Regions from separate parts of the Mus musculus genome. Here region 2 is linked to region 1. The links are chromatin contacts, called in public promoter capture Hi-C maps. All regions are on one chromosome and are shown on one strand. Each heading gives the region's core, a stretch centred on a gene start, on an enhancer-like site or on the middle of the called end of the contact. The rest is flanking DNA. Distances are from core to core; before and after follow the strand shown.

Region 1 (5,391 bases), core at 1,781-4,280:
GGTGGCACATACCGTTAATCCCAGCACTTGGGAGGCAGAGGCAGGCGGATTTCTGAGGCCAGCCTGGTCTACAAAGTGAGTTCCAGGACATCCAGAGCTATACAGAGAAACCCTGTCTCAAAAAACCAGAGAGAGCGAGAGCCGGGCGTGGTGGCGCACACCTTTAATCCCAGCACTCGGGAGGCAGAGGCAGGCGAATTTCTGAGTTCGAGGCCAGCCTGGTCTACAAAGTGAATTCCAGGACAGCCAGGGCTATACAGAGAAACCCTGTCTCAAAAAAAAAAAAAAAAAAAAAAAACAGAGAGAGAGAGAGAGATTAATCATTTAAAAGTAGATTTATTCAATGCAGCCATCTTAGGAAGAGAAACTAGTTTGGGGACCCCCTCAGAGCAATTTGGGGGGTCCTAGCATGGAGTTTAGAGGCAAGTATTAGTAAAAGCAAAGAGAGGAGGGAAAAAAACAATGGGTCTGGTATCGGACTCTGACTCGAGGGTACTGACACGAGCTTTGGTCTCAATAGAAGAAGATCTGAGGCAGAAAGCAGGAGGAAATGTATAGTTAAGTCTTCATGGTCAAGGTGTGATCTGGTTGGCCATTCTCCCACTATGACTCTGCATAGTGGCCCAAAGACGTGGTTACAAACATTATGCAAAGGATAGGTGAAGGGAGCAGTTCTGATGTTAAAGTCCTGTTCCCCAATTGGTTCCGGATTTGTCAGTAAAGAAGGCCAAGGGGTGATTGCTGGATGGAAGGTATAGGTGGGACTTCTGGGTCCCAGGAGGAAAGGGAGACACAAGAAAGGAGAAAGGGGGTCTTTTTGCCATGCTTTGGAGGAAGAATAAGGCAGCAACCATGTGAAGTCATGGGAGGAGCTTGGGCCTATGGCCTCTGCTACAGGCAGGTGGCCAGGGATGTTTGGAAGGGGCTAGGTAGGACTAGCCACTGAAGTTTAGGGCAAGTGGAAAGATGGAGATAATAAATTGGTAAGGGCACACTTTTCCAGGTCGGAGATAATAACACCCGGCAATTGTGGCTAGAAGGCAAGTTGTAGAGGAACAAACTTTGCTCATTCACCTCTCAGAGCAAAGGGGATTGGAACAAATGGGAATCCAGGAGTGGCTAGTAGCATGGCCATGTTCTCAGGCAAAAGCAGTAGCTTTAAACCAGATAGGTCTGATTCTTACAAGATGATCACTTCTTAGAGAGTCTTTGTCATCAGAGATAACTCTCTTCCTCTATAGAGTGGGCAGTCTTTCCATGGAGCTTTGCTCTTCTTGGAATCCAGGGCAGTCATAAGCTCAGGACAAGGACTGGACACCTTATGGCTCCTCTGGTATTGCTGGAACAGGACCTTGTACAAGGTAAGTTTCAGTTACTCTTACTTTTGTGTCTCTAGCCTTGATGAAGGATGAGGTAGGTTAGGCACCACCCGTTTTTATGTGGACACTCTGGTTACCATAGCTATGCAGAGTGAAATAGGAGAATTCAGAGTCAAGGCAGACACACCAGACTTTCTGTCCTGCTTCCCATTACCATGCAGGGCGGAAGGAGTCAACTCTTTTCAGCAAATCAGTTCTGAGTATGTGTTATAGAATCATCTTTCCCAGCTTCCAGTCCATTTTCTCAAAGCACTATTCATCTCAAGCCCATGTATCCAGTTCTAGAAAAGACTTCTACAGACAGCCAGATATTCCTGACCAAGCCACTGGCATGATCAATAGATAGCCCCTGCCCACCCCAACACACACACACACACACACACACACACACACACACACACACACACCAGATTCTAAATACCCACACCTCTCCCTTAAATTCACCCCAGCCAAACTTCTTTCCATTGTCTTCCCACATAGAAGAATGGCACCTCCTGAGCCAGAAACCCAGATGTCATATGTGATGGTTTGTATATGCTCAGCCACTATTAGAGTACCACTATTAGAAGATGTGGCCCTGTTGGAGTAGTTGTGTCACTGTGGCTGTGGATATAAGACCCTCATCCTTTCTGCCTGCAAGCCAGTATTCTGCTAGCAGCCTTCAGGTGAAGATATACAACTCTCAGCTCTGCCTACACCATGTCTGCCTGGATGCTGCCACGCCCTCACCTTGATGATAATGGACTGAACCTCTGAACCTGTAAGCCAGCCCCAATTAAATATTGTCTTTGACAAGATTTGTATTGGTCATGGTGTTTGTTCACAGCAGAAAATCTCTAACTAAGACATCATGGTTGGGTCTCTCTTTCAAAACTCACATCCAACTTTTGGCAGTTTTTCTTGCTAAACATCCTAATCTTACTTACACCATTTCCCCCTTAGTCTTAATCGCCTTCATCTGCAACCAGAGCCGTTGCAACAACCTCACTTGTCTTTCCCTCAGTCTTACTTCTCAACCTGTCTGTTACCAGAATAGTCTTCTTAAATCCCAAGTACACTCTGCTGTTTAAAATGATGAGTGGTACCCCGTGACCTCAGGGTAAAGCCCAAACTCATCATGGCCTGTAAGGCACACAATGGTGATGTGCAAACACCTTTTATAGTCTACCTGCATCTCACTATGCTGCACTCCTCGCTCTCAAAAATGCAACGAATTTAATGGACAGAGGTCCATTTTATCTTATTTTAACATTCTGCCTATAAGATGCCTGTTCTGCCTTCCTAAAGCTAATGGGTTCAAGAAAGTTTAGCCATTTGCATTGTTTCAAGGAACATGGGAAGACCTTAATAGAAATGGAGGCTTTCCCATCTCAGGTGTCTGGGTTCTTTGTCTCTGTAAACCCAAAGCATAAATTTCATAGGCAACAAGAGGAGGGTGTGTGTATAATGTTTATTATAAGTTATTTGTAAGTTCAAGAGATTGGAGGCAAGCAGAGCTCACGTATAGCAAGAGTATGTCCCAGGTGAAGGATTACCACCAATGATCACTGTCTAGGGATTAATAAAGCTTTTCAAGGTTGAGGCATAGGAGTGAGCTGGTCTGCTGGTCTGCTTTCCAAGGGCTGGACTCTGGCAGGCTTCCTTCCCCCAGAGCTTGGCAGCAGTGAACAGTGCCCTCTAGTGTCCTTATGCAGGCCTCTGAAATTGGTACCCTAACATGGTGTCTTAGTCAGGATTTCTATTCCTGCACAAACATCATGACCAAGAAGCAAGTTGGGAAGGAAAGGGTTTATTCCGCTTACACTTCCTCGTTGCTCTTCATCACCAAAGGAAGTCAGGACTGGAACTCAAGCAGGTCAGAAAGCAGGAGCTGATGCAGAGACCATGGAGGGATGTTACTGGCTTGCTTCCCCTGGCTTGCTCAACTTGCTTTCTTATAGAACCCAGGACTACCAGCCCAGGGATGGCACCACTCACAATGGCCCCTCCCACCCTTGATCACTAATTGAGAAAATGCCTTACAGCTGAATCTCATAGAGGCATTCCCTCAACTGTGGCTCCTTTCTCTGTGATAACTCCAGCTTGTGTCAAGTTGACACACAAAACACATGCCAGTACACACAGCATGATTCTTTTGTGCTTCTGGAAAATAGAGAGTATAACTATGCATAGTTTTTAGTTAGTTCTACATTTTCCTGTCCTTCAATCTTGGCAGAAGCCTGAGTTTTAGCCTTTATGGTCATCTAGAATTAAGGATTCCTTAGTGCTTAGTACTGGCCAACATTATAGCCCTCAGCCTGAGGTCTGGAAACCCAGTCCCTCTAGACTCTGCTGCATTAAGTAGAGTCTTTGAGTTCTGGAAGAGAGCATCACTAGGTGGCTTCCTACAGCAAAATGACAGAAAACAGAAAACAGCTTACATAGACCCCCCCCCAAAAAAATGGCTTTACCATGTGGCATACCAAGTTTCTTAAACATGTAACTATAAATTATAGATAACGTGTAATAATATTGTTGCTGGTGGTGAAACCTTTACCCAGTGTTTCTAGTCTCTCGTCATCATCAGAAAACCTTTTTCTTTTAATGAGGCAAAGTAAGGAATTAGGAGGAAGTTGATTTCAGAACGAAAGTGCACACTCAGGCAGTGGGTGAGGCCCCCAGAAATGGTCACACTGCGCAGAACTTTGGGCAACATTTTTAGGGCAATCTTTAATGCAGGGAAAGAGTATCCATGAGTTAAGGCAGAGAAAAAAATCAGGGAACCACAGGGATGGGCTGGGATCCCTTTCGTTTCCCCGACAGGGCTACTATCCATTTTTGTCTTTATATGGAGATTTCAGATATGACATAGCAACAGATGCATGAAGGGAAAAGGGCATTTTACAAGGCTAATCATATAGAGACGTCATTCTGATGAGGTAAATGACAGTTGCCATCTCTGCTGGGCCCCAGTCAGTTTTGGGTGGTCTTGCTTTTCCTGTTTAAGGAACGTACCTCTCCATGACTGCAATCTGCTGTTGCAGCAGTCTCTAGCCTACCACAGTGCCCGCAACAGTGCAGACACTTCCTTCTCTTTGCCTCGCTCTCTTCAACACGTCAGCCACTTTTCTTTTCTTGTGAAAGCATGCTGAAGCTGACCGCAGCAGCTCCGGGCAGCGTGCGGTGCAATAGCACCATGTCCAAAGACTGACAGAGAACTGGCCAATCCTTGTACCTCAGGATCCAGCAGAGTGGGATTTGTTGGCCCCAGCCATGTTCACGTGATCAGCGCGATGCCTGGCAAGAGAGTGGAATCCTATGACTGCCTCAGAGCGACGGTTCTCAAAATCAGCCTCCGCATTGCTTAGAAACTTGCTGGAGATGCAAATTCTCAGGCCCTACCAAACTTAGAAACTTTGAAAGAGACCCAGCTCTCCAGATGACTCTGCTAGAGCGCAACTTGGAGAATTTCTGGCTTAAGCTAACTGAAAATGATTTCCTGGTGCCAGGAAAGCTTGAGTCTCCCCTAAATCTCGTGATCACCACATACTGAGAAAGATCGTGTTTTGTTACAGTAGTAAGTCAGGGAATTAGAACTGACTGAAGGGGGCAGTTCTTAGATGGGCTTCCATGATTCAGTCTGAGTGGTCCAACAAATGGCTGTTTTTACAATGGAAAGGCTTTGAACTAATAGTTCAGTCCACAAGACTAGGAACCTCCCCGGTGCCAGCCTGGTGCTGAAGGCCAGGAATCTTGCTAGTGAGCCACTTGTCTTCAGCCCACAGTGAAAGGCAGAAGAAACTAGGCTCTCATGTCAGTGAATGACGGAGGTGGGTGTCAGCTATGCAGCAACAGGGTAGGTGAATTTGAAAGCGAGGCGTATTGTAAAAAGGGGGTCTTGTGTTTTGTTTTAGTTTTTTCTTTTAATGTCTGCTTCTCTTTCTTTCTTAAAGATTTTTATTTAGAAGTTGTATCTTGGGTATTCTAGGTTTCTGGGCTAATATCCACTTATCAGTGAGTGCATATCAAGTGA
Region 2 (5,391 bases), core at 953-3,452, 270 kb after region 1:
CTGAGTGGCAGACAAAGTGACAAGTTAGAGAAAGACCTGACAGAATAGGGTATGCCCAATTGTCTCAAGAAGAGAGAGGAGGGCTGGTGAGATGGCTCATTGGGTAAGAGCACCCGACTGCTCTTCCGAAGGTCAGGAGTTCAAATCCCAGCAACCACATGGTGGCTCACAACCATCCGTAATGAGATCTGACTCCCTCTTCTGGAGTGTCTGAGGACAGCTACAGTGTACTTACAATAAATAAATAAATAAATCTTTAAAAAAAAAAAAAAAAAAGAAGAGAGAGGAAAGGGAAGCTACTTGAGGGACAGTGGGGACAGAGGACAGAGGCAGTTTGACTGGGACAGTTGTACAGAGACAGGATGCAGAGAGAGAGAACAGGCTAGACACAAGACAGAATGAGTCAGAGAATGAGAAGGAGCCAGAAGATCAAAACATATTGCCAAAGTTAATATGAGGCCAGGCAGAGCTTGTATATGAATACAGTCAGAAGCTGAGAAGAGAAACCAATTTAAATCAGTCCAATTTAAATCAGAGCTTGAGCCAGAACCACGAAGTTACACCAGCCAACAGAGTTCAGAAAGAACTAGGAAAGGGTGAGCTTATTCAGCAGTAAGTCTCAGAGGCTGAAAACATTCTAGGCCTAGATTAGGTTTATAGATTCTAGAAGTTTCCAGGACTAGGCCTAGATTAGCAGGCAGAGGCAGTAAGCATCAGGGAGGACAATCTGAGCAGAGAATGAGATACTTTTAAGGAGGGATGCTTGGTAAACTGACTTGACAGGATCCTTACTGCAGGCAGATGGTGGTGATCAAATATCAAGGGGTTGGTGGTACAACACTTGCTTGTTTGGCTTGGTAGGATTCTTTCTGGCAAAAACTGTTAAGGCAGGCCCAAGATAGGGCCAAAGATACGATCTAGTTAAGAAGAGGGCTCAGCACAGTGTGTCTAATGTTTGGTAAAGAATTAGTTTTAGCAATATAAAAAAGGAACATATGTTTATAGTGTTTAACTCCTGAAGGAACTGGCTTTACAGAACACACATTTACAGATGAGAAATATAAAACCAAAGGAGGACATCGAGACAAACTTTTTTTTTCTCTTCATGTGATAATTTACTAGACAGGACAGAATTGGAATGCAAGTCACCTACCTATACTGTGTTGTAAAATAAATTTCTTTTCTTTTTTCTTTCTTTTTCTTTCTTTTTTTTTTTTTCAAGACAGGGTTTCTCTGTGTAGCCCTGGCTGTCCTGAAACTCACTCTGTAGACCAGGCTGGTCTCGAACTCAGAAATCCACCTGCTTCTGCCTCCCAAGTGCTGGGATTAAGGGCGTGCGCCATCACTGCCCAGCGTAAAATAACTTTCATGAGAACAATTTTTAAAGCGGGATATGCCGCAGACAAGTCTTTCAGGTTTCCCATTAGACATGACTATTTCTGAAAAGCCTGCCGGGATCGCAACATATATGAATGAGGTGACCTTTCTGGGTCATTATGATCATTGCGTTGTATTGTTTGTGTGTAGCCCCTCCGCACTCTCCCAGCCCCAGCGCCACCGGTGTACACCGCAGGAGATGGTGCTCTGTTTGAGGCAGACACCCCAAGTAATTGGTCTTATTGTTTCCTCAGCAATAAATATTTGTTTCTAAGAAACAGTAAGCTAGGGGCTGGAGTAAGCCACAGGATTAAATATATCGTTGTAGGGTCTATTTTAGTCTAATATCTAGAAAAACATATTTACATCGGAGCCTATGCTGCCTTTCCCTCCACGTTGTATGTTTCACTGTTAGCTAACTTCCATTTCAAGGTCTGTGAGATACCATGGGGATACAAAATGCGTGTTACAGTAGCTTTAGTGAGGAACAACTTTGATACTAAGTAGCACTAGACTACAGGGGACGCCATTAACACACTGGGGTAAGGGCTCAGCTGATCCCTGGGTGAGGTAGTCCGAAACGTAGAAAGTGTCTCTTAGCTTTACTGAAAAACAAGGGCTTTGAGCTGCTGGGTTTTTAAAACTGAGGTGAGCGATGGAACCCCGTTAGGAGACTGCGAAGTCGAGAGGAAGCACCGGGACCTGAGACTTCTCTGCACCACCCATGTGCACCTCCGCGGTGCGGGCCACCAACTAAGGACTGGCAAGCTTGGAGGTGAGGGGCCTCTGCGCCTGAATCTCCCAAGGCTCCGCCCCGTGACGTCAGGCCCCGCCCCAGCGCCCGCTTCCAAGATGGCTGCAGCGATACCTGCCCGGTTGTCCGGGTGGCGGTGACGACGGGGAGCAGACCAGGTATGGTGGGCTGGGGACCACGGAGAGAGAGAGTCCTCGGAGAAAGGTTGGGGAGGTCGGGGGCGGGAAGAGAAGAAGTTCTGAGTCAAGGCTGAAAAATCAGATTGAGCACGGACAGGGTCTCGGATGGAAATGTGGACGCGGGCCGGTTGCTTTCACATTGCACAGTAGGGGCAAGCGCAAGAGACCGGGGTGGAATGGGCGTGTTCGAGGAGAATGGGGTTCTGATCCCCTTCCCTTCGCGTGCAAGGCTCTGACCGACCACGCCCTTCCAGGTGAGCCGGCCCAGGTCTTGGGCCGATCCTGTCCCAGCCCTTCCGCTCTGGTCCCTTCACCTGGAACGCTCCTCCCCACCCCCACTAATGCTAGAGAAAGGTGGAAAGGGGAGAGGACGCCACCCCCACCCTTCTCCGGGCCACGCTCCAGAGCTGTTGCCTGCGGCTCCCAAGTGACCAAGCACCCTATACCTGCGGAGGCGCTCCCCGGTACCTAAAGAACAGAAAGAACCTGTTCCCTATTTTGTTTTGTTTTCTGGCCACTCCAAAGTCCCGTTACGTATGTCTTGCCTCTCTAATAGTTGGGGTTGCTGTTGTTTGGTGCCTTCATTCATTTCCCTGTCCCCACGCCCAAACCAGCTCGTTTTGTTGGAGTATAGAGGGTTAGTTACGGACCTGACACAACCCAGCTGCAGGTAACCTGAGAACCTAGGAACTTTCACTTTCCAATCAATCACTTTCCCTCACTTCCCATGATGGCAAAGCTGTTTCTTCCCGAACTCTGTTGTACAGGTGACTGGTTATCCTTGCTCATTTCTGGTTCCCGCTGGTCCCAGATTGGCTGTTGGAATGCTTTTTTTCTGGCCCCTGTGACAGTTCCAATTTGAGATAATGCCTCATATCTCTGCTCCCCGGGGACCTCCTGGAGCCCCCACGATCCGGAACAAGGCAGCGTGAACACAGGTACGTGTGCGTCTCTTCTCTCAGAAAGCCTGAAAGGACTTCTGAAGTGTACTTGGAACTTGAATGATGTAAGCCTTCTTGAGGGTAAAGATACAGAGTAGCTGCTGCGAGTGCTTTGGGAGAAGTGGGTGAAACTTGCTGGTAGTTGCTTACCTTTCTTTTTAATTGTTATTCATTGTTGATCGATCACACCAGTGTTCCTTTCTGTGACTTTGTTCCCTGCCTGTCTTTTTTTTTTTTTTTTTTTTTTTTTTCCTTTCCCTGGCCTCGCTTTCATCTCCTTACCTGCTGCTGATGTCTCTTCTGGCTTGCTCTCTTCCTGTTTGCTTCCAGAAATCCCTTCACTCCTTACCTAGCTCTCAAGTCAGGATGTTGCGGAGGCTGCTGGAGAGACCCTGTACATTGGCCCTGCTTGTGGGCTCCCAACTGGCAGTGATGATGTATCTGTCACTAGGGGGCTTCCGAAGTCTTAGTGCCCTGTTTGGTCGAGATCCGGGCCCAACATTCGACTATTCTCATCCCCACGATGTCTATAGTAACCTCAGTCACCTGCCCGCAGCCCCTGGAGCTGCAGGGGCTCCTCCGGCTCAAGCATTGCCCTACTGTCCAGAAAGATCACCCTTCTTAGGTGAGTAGAAAGGAAAGACGGTGAAGAAGAGAACAAGGTTTGGGGGTAGGGAGTCTTGGGCAGGCATGCAGCGAGCCTTAGACTAATGGACTCTAAGGTGGGCCGATGTTGTGAATTCAGAGGTAGGCTCTTGGGTCACAAGCTTCCCATGGCCTGCCTGTTGTATGGGCTCTTCATACCCTAGGGTGGGAATCATTTCCCCTGTAGATGAGTCTTGGCTTAATTGGGTAGTTCTTTTTTGTCTTCCGCTGTAGCTTCAGTGTGGGACAAGAGGAAGTTACATAGTTCCCTAAAATAAGACCATGATTAGTCTAAGGTAGAGCCTGCCTGCTGCAGTTTTTGGCTTCCAGGAACAGTCTTCATGACGGGAAATCTGAGGCTTGTTAGATTTCTGAGTGAGCTGCTGGGAAACTGAGCTCAGAATCAGGCTGTTTTCTCCAAACCTCTTCTCAGGTCCTGATACCTACCCATTTTATCCCTGTGCCTCCGATTTCTGACCTTGCCTTTCCCTACCAACAGTGGGTCCTGTGTCAGTATCCTTTAGCCCAGTGCCGTCACTAGCGGAGATTGTGGAGCGGAATCCCCGGGTGGAATCAGGGGGCCGGTACCGTCCTGCAGGGTGTGAGCCTCGCTCCCGAACAGCCATAATTGTGCCCCATCGTGCCCGGGAGCACCACCTTCGGCTGCTGCTCTATCACCTGCACCCTTTCCTGCAGCGCCAGCAGCTTGCGTACGGCATTTATGTCATCCACCAGGTATCCCCTTCTCCACCTCAAATGTCTCTTCTTTCATCTAGTGGGTCTGTGGGGTAACTGTAAGACAGTGGACAATAGATAACGGAGAAGCACCCAGCCTTTCTCTTCTTACCATGTTATACCCATGCTTATTCTGTGAGGGTATTCCTACTTTCCTGTATTTTTTTCTATGATTTTTTTTTCTTTGTTGAGTGGCTTATGCAAACTTGAAATTGGTCAAGGATGAGCTGAAATACTTGTTCTTTATCAAAAAAAAAATTTTACTAAGTTTATTTTGTGTACGAGCGTTTTGCTGGCATATATGTAGGTGTACCACCTGCATGCTTGGTACCTGAGGAGGTCAGAAAAGGACATCGTGTCCTGAAACTGGAGTTTCTGATGGTTGTGAGCCATGTGAACTGTGTGGGTGCTGGGAATTGAACCTGGGTCCTGTCCTCTACCAGAACAACAAATGCTCTTAACTGCTGAGCCCATCTCTCCAGCCCTGCAACTGCTGACATATATTGTCTTGAGGAAGATGTTCCTTTGACATGAGACAAACAGCAGAAGCCAATTAACAGTTATCACATGATTGTTAGCAATCGAAGAAACTGAATGTAAGGCACATGCTGATATGTAAGAAAAGTTTTTTTTTTGTTTTTTCGAGACAGGGTTTCTCTGTGTAGCCCTGGCTGTCTTGGAACTCACTCTGTAGACCAGGCTGGCCTCGAACTCAGAAATCCACCTGCCTCTGCCTCCCGAGTGCTGAGATTAAAGGTGT

The links. Promoter capture Hi-C pulls out the DNA fragments that hold promoters and counts their contacts.
Region 2: a contact with region 1 is called in a promoter capture Hi-C map of the HPC-7 cell line. The contact joins the promoter of B4galt3 here to the enhancer-like site in region 1. A contact is called at or near these places in 6 of 39 promoter capture datasets (the 3T3-L1 cell line, the C10 cell line, the HPC-7 cell line and 2 more), 1 of 115 datasets of contacts at active chromatin or transcription factors (bone marrow-derived macrophages) and 1 of 9 other capture datasets (liver).

Annotation. Positions count from the first base shown.
Region 1 is chr1:170,993,906-170,999,296 of GRCm38.p6, forward strand. No RefSeq gene overlaps it. Among named protein-coding and RNA genes, the nearest start is that of Gm10522, 13 kb to the left of the region's middle. Within about 2 kb of position 3,031, at least 43 of the 459 cell types and tissues checked have an H3K27ac peak or open chromatin away from gene starts, as enhancers often do. A contact at or near this core is called in the HPC-7 cell line and bone marrow-derived macrophages, where this site is marked.
Region 2 is chr1:171,268,126-171,273,516 of GRCm38.p6, forward strand. B4galt3 (UDP-Gal:betaGlcNAc beta 1,4-galactosyltransferase, polypeptide 3) reads left to right here and starts at 2,203. Exons shown (of 8, transcript NM_020579.2): 1 at 2,203-2,289; 2 at 3,078-3,248; 3 at 3,582-3,876; 4 at 4,396-4,631. The coding sequence starts at 3,618.